Regions from separate parts of the Hordeum vulgare genome. Here region 1 is linked to region 2. A link is a contact called in public Hi-C data. All regions are on one chromosome and are shown on one strand. Each heading gives the region's core, a stretch centred on a gene start, on an enhancer-like site or on the middle of the called end of the contact. The rest is flanking DNA. Distances are from core to core; before and after follow the strand shown.

Region 1 (2,700 bases), core at 57-2,556, 330 kb before region 2:
GAGCTTCAAGATCAATTTTATTCCAGTCTGGACATCGATTCTCTCGTGAAACGTAAGGTCGCCTGAACATTTTCCATATGCCCTCAGTAATATGATCCACCATAGACCTGAAAACCATCATTAGGGCTCTTTATTTTTATGCTATATGCGTATTAACAGAGTCAACGTTACCTGAATTAAAAGGTTTATTAAAAAAATACCTGAATCAACTGGTGCCACACGGCCTATAGCAGCCTCCCCAAAATCAGGATCGAGGACTTCCTCAGTTGCGCCCTCATCATCACCTTCAAGCGGAACAACACGCACCTTGAAACTAGCTGGCATCAAGCCTTGCCCTGGACTGTGGCAGTCCATGGTTTTCTCCCAGCTCTATGGATGGTCAACAATCAGTTTTTACAAATTATTACAAGCTTCAATGCTTCATACATGATACGCAGTACATTGAGCAGAATGGTATCCTGATTTATTGCCCTCAACTAATAATTTCATATAGGTTGTTCTTAATCGTATTGGAACCGAGGAGCATCAACATACATCATCAATGATTCAATTGCATACACATTATTGACACCACTTCTGATTGACACAGGTAAGAGGAGCATAACCGAAACACTAGTATTATGAAGGGGTGACCTGACCTGGAGCTGGAGCGTGTGCAGGATGAAGTTGCGGACGATGTCGTACTCCCCCTTGAGCAGGAAGGCGATGCCCGAGGGCACGAAGTCCCGGATGAAGACCTGGTCGTAGTTGAGCGGGCTGGAGTCGTTGGGGTCGCAGGCGGCGATGGTGCCCACGGGGCTGCCGCAGTAGCTCACCACCGACTCCCGGAGGAGCCCCCACGCCTCCTCCTCCAGGTCACTCGCCGCGCGCCGCCTCCGCTGCGGTGCGTGGTCTGGCTGGCCTGCGGCGGCGCCGTTGAAGTCTCTCCCGTCAGCGTCGACGGTGGGGGCCTTGAGGGCGGGGTCATGGTCGTGCGCTCTCGGGTTGCTGCTGGGATGCAGCGAGCTGGCGGCGCGAGGAGGGCTCCGCCTCCTCCCGCCCTTCCTCCTCGCATGGGATCCGAATCCGAATCCGACCCCGACCCTGAGGGAGGTGGGCCGCGGGGGCGCCGCGCCGGAGCACCCGAGATGCAGCCGCAGCGGGGCGGCGGCCTGTGCGATCCCCATGCGCTGCTGAGAGAGTCGTCGAGAGTCGAGTCGAGCCGCAAAAGCGAAACTACCGGGATTGATTGGCTGTGCGTGGGGCACGAGGGGGATGCAAACAAGGCGTTCGAGTGGGCGAAGCGGCGTTTGGGTTCGTAGCTGAGGCTGTCAGTCACGGAGGGGGAGGGCGACGGGGCGTGGCCACCACTCGGTGCTTCTCCCCGTATACACGCCACGCCACGCCACGCCTCTGCCTGCCTCGATGCTCTCTTTTAGTTTTGCCTCTATCTCTACGAGCGTTAATCAGTTGTTTTTTCAGACCAACACAGGTAACCAAATTCAGAAGGCCATACATAAAAGAATATTCCAAAGGCTAGGCTAAATAAAAGAGTACTGAAAAGATTTTTGAACTTGAGTAAGAATGTGAAATCGTACTATGTTGTACAACAGGAAATGTTACATTCTCCCACAATGTTCCTTTTTGGGAAACATTCTCTCACAATGTTACATTCTCCCACAATGTTCTCCAGCCCTAGCAGCTGCTGTTAGTTAGGAGTAGATCCTAAAATGTCAATCAACCAACTATGTTCCAACCCAGGATGTTAAACTGCACAGCAGCCGCTCAGGAAAGACTTTCAGCTTCCACCTACATGCATCGCCAAGACTCCGATTTCAATGTCCGCCGTCATCGTGATCATTGTCATTGTCGCCTTCATAGTACTCGTCGTCACGATGAACCTGCTTGTCTTGGGTATGCTCTGCATGACATAATATACACTTCTGTAAGAAAAGAAAAATGATGACACGGTTCAAAAGGACTGGACACAATACCAGGCAAGGAACTGACTGGCTGAAGAAGAGTGCAACCAGTTTAAGAATAAATAGATAGCAAAACGGATCACATTTATTTCAGGGGGAATTTCTCATTATGTGGCGTGCATATGCTTCGAGAGGACAATGGCGAGTTTGCACGGAGAAATCATCAAGTTGTTACTCGTCCATATGAGCACGTAAGACATGCCATAGGTATTTCACTTACGGTCAACGCGTTCATCAGGATCCAGCTCGTCTTCATCAAAGTCTGGGACATAGAAATCTGGTGGAACCTGCAAAATAAATTCATCGTGTATCCGGTCACTGCTCAGAAACAACAAACTACACTACTCTGGTGGAAGCAAGAAAAAAGGAAGACAACAATAGATGCAAAGGCATAATCTAGTGTTCAGATACTATCCATCCCCAGTTTCAATTCGGAGATTTAAACATGCGAGTGGGAATACAAACTGAAACTAACCTCTTGCATCTGAACGCCAGGTGCATGTTGTATGGCCCGCAAACTCTCCATGACTTGCACTTTGATTGAACTGAGATACGTCTTACTATTCAGGTTGTCCTGTTCCATTCATCAATAGGAAGACAAATATCATTTGCACATCTACACATCTCTAATAAAGAAACAAAAGGATGTTCTAGTTGGTGGTACCCAGTATATAAAAAGCATGACGCACCAAACAGCAGTTAAATATTTCCACAACAGGCAGGCGTAGAATTAGAAAGT
Region 2 (2,700 bases), core at 60-2,559:
ATACATATTGTAGAGAAGAATGGCGCGATCTTCTTTTTATATCATATGTACAATCTATAAAAAAACTTATATTTAGGAACCAAGGGAGTACATGATATCGTGTGCGTTCCTGGCAATCAATAACAATAAATTTTGAAAGATTTTGATTGTATTTAGTTATTGCATAGGTGAACATATCTATTGAATATAAGTGTCACAATATAATGATTTTTTTTTTGCATATAAGAGTGGATATGTGCATTGGATCAACTAATAATGGAAAACTTGTTTGCATGCATATTGTGACGAGCCTTTAATGAGTTGGTATGTGCGCATATATTAACTTAATAGAGTAGTGAGAATCGAAAGTAACTTTCTACTCCCTCTGTCCTAAAATAAGTGACTTAAAAATGACTTAATTTTATACTGAAGTTAGTATAAAACTAAATCATTTTTGAGTCACTTATTTTAGAACGGAGAGAGTACATCTGATCTCAAATGCTCCTCCTGTAAACAGTATAATAAAAATATAGAAAAATCTGAATTGTTTCAGACATATTTAAAAATGTTTGTTGTGTATGTAAAATTTCATGACGAAATTACATTTATGAAAGTCATGGTAAAAATAAAATAAAATCAGAACTACAAAATGCGTCTGAAAGTATCGATTTTGTTTTTTTTACCATGTCTTTCACAAATATATTTCGCGATGAAATTTTATATGCACACAAACATTTCTTAAAGCATGACTTAAAAAATACTCTCTCCGTTTTAAGATAACTGTCTCAAGCTTATTACTCCCTGCATCTCAAAATAAATGTCTCAACTTTGTATTATCTCTATACAAAGTTGTACTAAGCTTGAGACAGTTATTTTAAAACGGAGGGAGTATAATTTTATATTAGAGCTAATATAAAATTGATACAATTATTTTGGGGCGGAGGGAGTATTTTAGGATGCGATATCTAGCTCGCAATAGACACCCCATCGTCACCAACTGCTTTTGTCTGGGAGATGGTAAATACGGAGTATTTTGTAAACAAAAAGAAAAGAAAAAAAATGAATAAACGAGGGTACTAGAAGCCGGTAACGGCATGGCCAGCTAAACGCGCTCCCAGCCGTTGGTTTGCGATCTCGTCCTCCCTCCCGTCCCCTACGCAACGTCGCCTCCGTCCGTCCATCGCTGCCACCTCTGCGCGCGCGCACGAGGGAGGAAGACGACGCCGCGCACACACACACACACACACACACACACACACTCCCCGTGGGGCCCTTTTCCGGCTTGGCGTCTATCTCCTCTCCCCCGCCCATCCCCATGCACTTCACAGTACCCGCCAGCTTCCACCCCCGCCGCACACGTTGCTCCCCCTTCTCATCGCTTCTCAATTAATATCTCCCATCACTCCCCTCACTCGGTCGGCCTCGGGTTCCGCGCTGCTGCATTTCGGCCGGCGTGTTGAGTGAGATCTGGGCGACCGACTCGCTCGCTCGCTGCGCGGGAGATGGCGACGTTCGCGGTGTCCGGCGCGACCCTCGGTGTGGCGCGGGCCGCCGGCGGAGCGCTGCCGCGATCCGGCTCGGAGCGGAGGGGCGGGCTGGACTTGCCGTCGCTGCTCCTCAGGAAGAAGGACTCCTCTCGTACGCCTCGCTCGCTCGAATCTCCCCGTTTGTTTTTGCCCCCCCTTCTCTCTCCCTCTGCGCGCGCACGGCCTGTTCGATACCGTTCCCCAATTGATCTGCATGAATGAGAGAGATTGCTGGATTAGGCGATCGCGCTTCCTGAGCCTGTATTTTTTTTCCCGTGCGGGTAAATGCGTTAGTGTTACCCAGGCCCTGGCGTTACCACGGCTTTGATCATTTCCTCCTTTCATTCTGATATATGTTTTCCCACTCTTTTTCTTCCTGTTCTTGCTGTAGCTGCAAGTTGTAGCGTCGTTTCACTATCGTAGCCATCCTTGCATTTGCAGGCGCCGTCCTGAGCTGCGCGGCCGCTCCAGGGAAGGTCCTGGTGCCTGACGGTGAGAGCGACGACTTGGCCGCCACTCCAGCGCAACCTGAAGAATTACAGGTACACACCGTGGTGCGGGAAAATCTTCACACAGCCGTTATTTCACTTACCAAATGTCGGATGAAACCAAGCCGCAGAGGCGTCAGGTTTCAAGCTTCTTCTATCAGCATTGTGCAGTACTCCACTGCCTTGTGCATTTTGTTAGCTGTTGTGCCGTGCTGGCTCTTGGGCCACTGAAAACTCAGATGGATGTGCAGTCTAGCAAGAGCTTCACAAAATAATGCACTGTTTTGGTTTCGTTACTCTGCTCTACAATTGCTATTTTTCGTGCTGTAGGTACCTGAAGATATCGAGGAGGAAATGGCGGAAGTAAACATGACAGGGGGGGCTGCAGAAAAACTTGAATCTTCAGAACCGACTCAGGGTATTGCGGAAACAATCACTGATGGTGTAACCAAAGGAGTTAAAGAACTAGTCGTTGGGGAGAAACCGCAAGTTGTCCCAAAACCAGGAGATGGGCAAAAAATATACGAGATTGACCCAACGCTGAAAGATTTTCGGAGCCATCTTGACTACCGGTAATGCCTGCCTCCTACTTTTGCTCATTTTGAATTAAGGTCCTTTCATCATGCAAATTTTGGAAACATCAAAGAGACAAAGACTAGGGGCCACTATTTCATACAGTTCCCCTCATGGTCTGAGAATATGCTGGG

What was found. Hi-C and Micro-C count contacts between places; a contact is called where the count stands out from the background.
Region 1: a contact with region 2 is called in a Hi-C map of seedling, with 10 times the contacts expected there. The contact joins the promoter of LOC123426646 here to the promoter of LOC123426641 in region 2. A contact is called at or near these places in 4 of 6 Hi-C or Micro-C datasets (leaf and seedling) and 1 of 1 datasets of contacts at active chromatin or transcription factors (embryo).

The regions. Positions count from the first base shown.
Region 1 is chr2H:457,982,410-457,985,109 of MorexV3_pseudomolecules_assembly, reverse strand. LOC123426646 (neutral/alkaline invertase 3, chloroplastic-like) reads right to left here and starts at 1,306. Exons shown (of 6, transcript XM_045110511.1): 1 at 639-1,306; 2 at 201-369; 3 at 1-107. The coding sequence starts at 1,166. LOC123426647 (histone deacetylase 9) reads right to left here. Exons shown (of 14, transcript XM_045110512.1): 12 at 2,437-2,535; 13 at 2,182-2,248; 14 at 1,526-1,900. The coding sequence ends at 1,815.
Region 2 is chr2H:457,648,267-457,650,966 of MorexV3_pseudomolecules_assembly, reverse strand. LOC123426641 (1,4-alpha-glucan-branching enzyme 2, chloroplastic/amyloplastic-like) reads left to right here and starts at 1,309. Exons shown (of 22, transcript XM_045110506.1): 1 at 1,309-1,617; 2 at 1,947-2,047; 3 at 2,324-2,565. The coding sequence starts at 1,482.